Regions from separate parts of the Mus musculus genome. Here region 1 is linked to region 2. A link is a contact called in public HiChIP or PLAC-seq data. All regions are on one chromosome and are shown on one strand. Each heading gives the region's core, a stretch centred on a gene start, on an enhancer-like site or on the middle of the called end of the contact. The rest is flanking DNA. Distances are from core to core; before and after follow the strand shown. Region 1 overlaps Fosl2 (fos-like antigen 2). Region 2 holds the start of Mrpl33 (mitochondrial ribosomal protein L33).

The links. HiChIP or PLAC-seq counts read pairs in DNA pulled down with a chosen protein or histone mark.
Region 1: an H3K4me3 HiChIP or PLAC-seq map of embryonic midbrain shows a contact between it and region 2, with 9 times the contacts expected there. The contact joins the enhancer-like site here to the promoter of Mrpl33 in region 2. A contact is called at or near these places in 1 of 39 promoter capture datasets (macrophages), 1 of 15 datasets of contacts at CTCF or cohesin (the NIH/3T3 cell line), 29 of 484 Hi-C or Micro-C datasets (the AtT-20 cell line, B cells, CD8 T cells and 21 more), 23 of 115 datasets of contacts at active chromatin or transcription factors (CD4 T cells, the HPC-7 cell line, astrocytes and 18 more) and 5 of 9 other capture datasets (adipose tissue, embryonic stem cells, embryonic tail and 2 more).

Annotation. Positions count from the first base shown.
Region 1 is chr5:32,151,064-32,154,956 of GRCm38.p6, reverse strand. Fosl2 (fos-like antigen 2) reads right to left here. Exons shown (of 4, transcript NM_008037.4): 4 at 1-2,286. The coding sequence ends at 1,768. Among named protein-coding and RNA genes, the nearest start is that of Fosl2, 17 kb to the right of the region's middle. Within about 2 kb of position 1,461, at least 7 of the 459 cell types and tissues checked have an H3K27ac peak or open chromatin away from gene starts, as enhancers often do.
Region 2 is chr5:31,612,439-31,616,248 of GRCm38.p6, reverse strand. It overlaps Mrpl33 (mitochondrial ribosomal protein L33), which reads right to left and starts at 2,298. Exons shown (of 4, transcript NM_025796.3): 1 at 2,227-2,298; 2 at 1,628-1,646. The coding sequence starts at 2,248. The region is part of intron 2 of Gm38424 (a long non-coding RNA gene); the gene reads right to left.

The sequences.
Region 1 (3,893 bases), core at 212-2,711, 540 kb before region 2:
AGCCAAGGCATACAGGAAAGAACACATTGAGATTATCTCCTTTCTGCCCCCCTCTCTACCAAGCCAAGCCTGCTCCTTTCAGCTCTGCTAGGCTGAGCATGCTTCCCACATGGTCCCTGTGTCCTGTGTGCTTCTGCATGCAAGTGTTTATGGGAACTTGGGGTAAGAAGGGCATCGGTCTGTGAAGGTACCCCTTCTCTCTCAAAAATGGGGATAAGCTTGACTCGAATAACAGGGCTTTAGATGGCTGGACAGTGATCTCCAATGGAAATACTAGGTCAGAGCATTAGCACTAGAAACAAGTTCTAACCAGGCTCCACTTCCATACTTGTGTCAACATGCAGTGGGGACAAAGGGAGAGAAAGGCAGGGGACAGAGCTGTGCCCTTGCTGGAGGCTGGGACACCCATGAGAGTGATGGTTCTTCTGTAGTGGAAAGGAATACACACTAGCTTTGATAGGAACCGAATAGACACTCAAAGCCTAACAAAACTGGTGGAGACCAACGACTCCCAGAGGGGTGGGCCTGCTGGGTTAGGAGGCCACTCTGGAGTTGGCCAGGAGAATATGAAAGGAAACCCACTGGATTCATCAGTAGCAGAGACCACTGAGAGCAGAGGGCGGCTCCTGCATCTCACTGACAGGAGAGCAGCCAGGGGAGGCTAGGTACCTGGGGCTGCTGCGGCTGCCAGAAACCATCTCTACCGCAGACCCCGCATCCCACACTCATTAAATATCCACAGGTGATGTCACTATGAGAGTTGGGGATGAGCAGCGCCCAGCTGAGCCTTGGAGTGATGTGTGGCTTCTAGGAAGGAGTGCTTCCCAAGTCTAGAGAGAAGGGTCCGGGGCAGAGGCAGTAATTAAAGAGACGCCCAGCTCAAGACAGGTAAGAAAGGAAGCTCACTAGGACAGCCATGTGGCTTTGTTGGCACAAATCCTGGCTTGGTAATTAGACGTTTGGCAAACCCAACCTGTGCCCCTGTTGTCGCACTCACACCCTGTCTTCCAGCCAAGCCGATCCTCAAAGAGATGTGCATCTCTGAGACCGGGGAGGAAAGGTCCTTGGCGCATCCCAGTGACGGCAGCTCACCGGCAGAACTCAGGGAGCCCACGGTCTGTAACCACAGCGCACTGGGTGTGTAGGGAGGGAAGTTTCAATAATATTGCACTTTGACTGCCCCTTCGGGACACAGTGGGTGCCCCTTCCGCCCCAGTGGAAGAGTCATCTGCTTCCCCAGCTCCAGAAATAAAAGCGCTTTACTATCTGGACCACCCAGATGAAATGTCATGGCAAATCTTATAAAAACCCAGAGGGAGCAAAACTGAATCTAGGGGAAGGAGGGGAAACCAAAAGGCACTGAGCATGCTTGGCGGGGCAGGAAAGGATACTGTCCACTTCAGAGACAACGGATAACAAAGGGACAGAAACCATCCGGGCCAGCTCCAGGGGGCGGGGCTTCAGAAGAGGGGGGGGTGGGGTGAGGTGGGGGTAGCCGCAGGCGCGTCTGAGTCCACAAACCAAGTTCTCTGAGGCTTCTCAAGAAAAAGGATTCGCTTCGCTTGCAAGATGAATGAGGGAGGGCGTGTCCCAGGGCTTCTAAGAGATCAACCAGTGTCTCACCACTAAGTCCCACCGGGTGGGTCCCCAGAGCCAGGGGCCCCTTATTCCCTCAAGGCCCTGGAGTGCTTAAAGGTGCTGGTCCCTGGGAAGGGTGTGGTAATGATGGATGAGGATTCCTCCAGAGCTGGCCAGAGGAGCACAGGGTTACAGGGCTAGAAGTGTGGGGGAGTTCAAGGAGTCTGATGACTGGTCCCCACTGCTACTGCTTCTGCGGTGAGCCTTGGAGCAGGACTCTGAGGGCGACGAAGGCGACTCCTGCTCCAGGACATTGGGGTAGGTGAAGACAAGGTTTGAAGTGCCGGGAGTGATGGCAGGCGTGGAGGTCACCACGATGGGGGTGTGCAGAGGCTCTTCCCCGTAGAAACCACCCCCGGCGATGCTGATGGGCTTGATGACAGAGCGCTGGGTCTTGTCCATCCCTGCTGAGGAAGAGGGGCTGTCCTCTTCGGGAGGCTCCTGCTTCACCACCACGGGGCCAACGGCACTGCCCGTACCGCGCAAGGACTGCAGCCCGGAGGTGGGGGGCGATCGGCGTTCCTCGGGGCTGATTTTGCACACGGGGCCGTGAGCCACCAACATGAACTCTAGCTTCTCCTTCTCCTTCTGCAGCTCAGCAATCTCTTTCTGCAGCCCAGACTTCTCCTCTTCCAGCTCCTCGGTCTCCTGCAAGGGGAAAGAAGGGTATGAGGGACAGAAGCCTACAGGCTGACCTGTGGGACAAGCCCAGTCCAGGCATGAAAGGGAGATCTGAGGTGTCCTCGGGAGACCTACCACAAGCGTCTCACACACCTGGCCAGAGAGTTAACTGGGTGTGAGTCACATGGTGGCTCATATCGCTTTACTTCTGAAGGAGCAAAGACGGCTTGTCCAGCAGGTGAATTAACATCTGGAGCTGCTGTAACTGAGCGCTTACTTCATGCCTGTCACTAGGTCACATATTTCACAGATAATCTCATTTAACCCTCTAGAAGTTTCTGAAAGCAGATGTTATCATCCACCCGTTTTGAAGAGGAGAAAACCAAAGTTCAGAGAAGTTTGGTCATTTGCTCAAAGTTACAGAGCTGGCAGAGTTACCCAGGTTTGAATCCCAGGGCACGTGACTCCAGCTTTTGCATGTTACTGCATTCAACCCTTGTGGTGCCACAGGTTAGACTGGGATACTCATAGCGAAAGGAAGACTCTACTCAATTCTTCTTTACCATCTCAGCCCACCAGCGCACACAGCCTGAGCTGCACAAGAGCAGACCCCCATGACAGCCCTCTACCCCCCCCCGCCACCCCCCCGGGGGGGGATGGGACTGAAACAGACAGCACCTGACTTGTAATAAATGCCCAGGCAATTCCTGCTGGATCTTCCCTCTCTTTAGTTTCTGACGTTCCCTAAACCAGAGACTCCAAGCAGCACATTTAGCTCCACAATGTACCCAATAGAGAGATGACAGACTGTGAGAGCCTGTGGGGATGCTAAGGTCACCATGGGGGCCTCCGCTCCCCTCCTTAATACAAAGACAGAGCAGCTGTCAGTGCCTGTGGATCAGAATGGTGGGGGTAGGGTGGGGGGGGAGGTATGGGTCACCAGGCTCCTCCCCACTTTTTCTCTAATGAAGATTCCCATTCACAAATGCAGAGATACAGGCAAGAGCTTCATTAAGCACACTACGGTGTATTCCCGAGTGAAGAAAAAAAAAAAGTTTCCCTCTGTCTCAAGGGTCTGATGAATGTCAGAGGTTCCTGTGGAGGCTGTGCCTCAGAGCCTGGGTAGCTGGGTCAGGATGCGGGGGAGCTGGAGAGGTAGGGTGTGAGACTTCTGGGAAGAGGGGAGGACAGTCGGGAGGATTCAGAAGAGATGTTCTGGGCTGGTGGTGAGAGATGCCCTCAGGGAGTCACAAAAGGTCCAGCTCCCCAAAGTAAAGTATGAGAGAATGCTTAGGCGTGGAGGGCCCTGCTGAGGGAGCCTCCCACGGTGGACTGATCACTCCCTGATCTGCCTCATCTGGGAGGAAGAACTTCCAACCCCAGCCCCCAGCCCTACTCTGACAGCCCCAAAGGCCATGACTACAAGGATCATAGGACTCACCAAGTACATATTTTACTGAATGTGCCCAAAAGTTGGTACCGGGGCCTGAAGGAAACAGTTTAAGGCAGATAAACTGTACATGGATTAAATACACTCTAAATCTCTCTACTAGCCAGAGGACAATCTCCCAGCTCAGCTCCTCTCGCTTTGAAAGCATTCTATCCCAGGACTGAGCACCGGCTTGGGTCTTCCT
Region 2 (3,810 bases), core at 1,049-3,548:
TTAAACTATTTCAACGGCTCTTGACCTACAGTGACTCCGTGACAACCTTGCCAAAACAGCGGCAGTGAGGAAGCCAAATCAGAGAATCAGCCTCTGAGGGCATCTCTCATGAGGAGCAGACATCTGGTGGGAGAATATATAGGGTGACAGTAGTCACAGCTACATACAGTAAGGCAACCCTGAAGATGGCTGCCTAAGGAGAGCCAATCTTCCAAAAAGACTGATAGCAAGAAGGGACAAAATAGATCTCAAGTTTTACATCACTGATGCACAGGCCCTGGGCACCTTTGTATCTCATTTAGCCATCCAAACCAGCAAACTTATCATTTATCTCCCTGACCTTTGAATACCTGTGCTGTTACTTTCTCGTATGTGTGTGTCATCTTTGCCTCCCCACATAAGCCATTCGTCATGCCATTACACATCTGAAGCACTTGAAACCACAATCGGGCATGGAGGCTCACATCTATAATTTCAGCACTCTGAAGGCTGAGACAGGAGGATCAACCTGGACCACAGACTGAGATCCTGTCTCAAAACAAAATAAAGCCAAGAAGGCCACATTACTCCTCAAACAATGCCCCTGAAGACTACAGTATTTGTTGATGGAACAAGAAAGACAATGATGCTAGGTATGGTGGTACAGGCCAATAACCCTAACCACTTAGGAGGCTGGAGCAGGAAGTTCACAAGTTCAAGGCCAACCTGGGCAACTCATTGAGTCTGAAAACTTAGAAAAACAAATATGAGGCTGAACAGAATTCAGGAAGAGAGCTTGTGCCCAGCATGGGCCTAGGTTCAATGCCCAGTACTGGAGGGGAGAGAGGGTTATATAATTAACATAATTATCCATTCAGTCACACGGATTCAACAAGTCTCTATGGGGTACTTACTCTGTGAGGAGCCCTACAAGACACTAAGTCTGTGCCTCCTAGGGCTGAAATTATGGAACAGATGGACTGGCCCATAGGCAAGGCACAGGTCTAGCCTCTCAGTTCCAGCTGCCTAACGCTTAGCTCTGCAATCTTTCTAGTGCTTGGACTGACTTCTATAAACAGGCTCTAGGTTTCCATCAAATCAGAGCTCATCTGTAGATTCCTGCAGAAGACTCAGGCAAATGGCTCTGGTTAGGTAGAGCCAAACAGATCACCAGCCTGATGCTTGCTTTAGGAGCAAAGCAATGAACTAATAGATTCTGAGGTGAGACCAGAAGCAAAGTTCCTTTACACAAAGGCTGTGAATACTCCCTGGGACAGAAGGGAGACAGCACAGTCCTCAACTTACATCCTCAGTTTACCCAGTGCAAATGCACTGCTTTGCAAGAGGCCACATTTCCCACTGTGCTCTCTTCCCCAGTTAGTAACGGGTACCTCGGCTTCCTACCAGCCACAAAGGGAAGAGGAAGCAGGGTTGCTAAGCGACATGATCTGTGGTTTTGGTATATCAGATGCATTCTCAGCTTATGTATCTGCAACCCAGGATCGAACTGTCAATGGTAGCACCATCAAAGGACTTTTCCCCCAAGGTGCTCACATCAACAAAATAATTAACCAAATAAATAACCCCAGATCAACTCTTGGGAGATCAAACCCAAACACTGGGCCAATAAAACAAAAACCTTACTTACTTTGACTTGCTCTTGGCAACTTGTGTGTGTAAAGGTTGGAAGAAAGAAAAAAGATAAGGTTGTTATTTTTTTCATTCGAAGTGCTTATCAACATTAGTTGTAACCAAAAACACTTTAAAAGTATTCCCCACTTTACACTAAAATAACTTTTTCCTGGTGTGAGTCTGGCCCACACAATTATGAATGTTTTGTTGTTGTTGTTGTCTTGGTATAATCAACAGTTGTCTGCCATCTTAACATCGTTCTAAGTAATATCTGCTCTATCCCCACCCTTCTATAGTGTAAATATTTGTACTGCAACACAGCTCTTGTTTGAACTTTACAGACTGCAGCAAAGTCGCCTGAGATGCTAACTCTAATCAGGATGTCAGCCAGGAGCCAGGCAGCGGGGTAATACCACAGCGGCCAGTAGACATTCTTCGGACACCCCTGCAGAGGGCGACGGGGCTCCCGCCGCCTTCTCACCAGACCCGGAGGCGCGCCGCGGGGTGGCAGCCGCCGCGCCAGGTCCTCCACCCCTCCGGGCTCCACCTCGGGACCTGCGGGTCACCGCCTCGGCTCCACGCCGCAGGCCCTGCCGCCGCCTCAGACCGACTTACAAGAGACAGCGGAGAGCAGCATGGTCCACCGATTCTCACCGAGACCCGCCTAAAGAGCTCAACGACTACTTCCGGGGCATGCGCGGGTTCCGGTAGAAGGCTCAGGAAGTGGACAGAAGCCACGCCCTCCCCTGAAGTTCGGGCAGTCTCTGACTCAGTGATTTATTGGTAGTGAATTTTGTGGTATTATGGGAAGGACCCCCCCTCCATACAAAAGATAATACTGCCAAATATCACAATACCCAGATCTGCCTGGCTCCAAAACATGTAGCCTTTCCCAAGAGACACTGATCTATCTTTTTTTTTTTTTAATTTTATTATATATTTTCTTTATATACATTTCAAATGCTAGCCCGAAAGTTCCCTATATGCTCCCCTACCCACCCTGTACTGGGGCATATAAAGTTTGCAATACCAAGGGGCCTCTCTTCCCAGTGATGGCCGACTAGGCCATCTTCTGATACATATGCAGCTAGAGATACGAGCTCTGGGGGTACTGGTTAGTTCATAGTGTTGTTCCACCTATAGGGTTGCAGACCCCTTCAGCTCCTTGGGTGCTTTCTCTAGCTTCTCCATTGGGGGCCCTATGTTCCATCTTATAGATGACTATGAGCATCCACTTCTGTATTTGCCAGGCACTGGCATAGCCTCATACGAGACAGCTATACCAGGGTCCCTTCAGCAAAATCTTTCTGGCATATGCAATAGTGTCTGGGTTTGATGGCTGATTATGGGATGGATCCCCGGGTGGGGTAGTCTCTGGATATTGTACTCTGATCTACCATTTGCCCAGCAATATTTTTATGCCTGTGCAAGAAGTCCTAACTCCACCACCAGGGACCTCACTGGTAACTTCATCTCCCAATTAATAATCAGGATTTTATTATTTTTGCTGTTGTTTTGCTTAATTTGTGTGTTTATAATGACTCTCCCTATATTATAATTTATTTTTACGCCTGAGTGTTTTGCTTGCTTGTATATTTGTGTACCACTTGTGTGCCTGGTACCTGAGAAGTTTAGCATCATGCTTCAAATCTGGAACCAGAGTGTTATGATAGTTGTGAGCCACCATGTGGGTACTGGAAAGCAAACCCTACTCCCATACAAGAGCAACAAATATTCATAGTGGCTAAGCAATCCTCTCTGGCCTGTTGTTGTTGTTGTTGTTGTTGTTGTTGTTGTTGTTGTTGTTGTCTTAAGTGATCTTCTCAGCAATGCTGTATTTCCATTTCCATGTGAGGAATCCAAGGATAAGAATAACTAACTTGGCCAAGGCTGTTCCAGTTATTAGTGGAAAGTCTAGGTCTTGAATCCAAATCTTCAAAATCTGGAGGTCATATTTTAAATTTTCAAATATGGCAGGCATGTACTTAGTGCTAGTCTAGCTAAATCAGAGAGTTCCAGGTTCAGTAAAGATCCTATCTCCAAAAAAATTAAATAGGGTAGAGAGAAAGCAACATTGGCCTGTCCTCCACACATGCACATATGTTCATGTGTGCCAGTTCACATGTACACACATATAACACAGGAACACAAAAAAGATACCATGTCTCTTGAATGCTTGAATGGAGTGTGAAGGAGGCA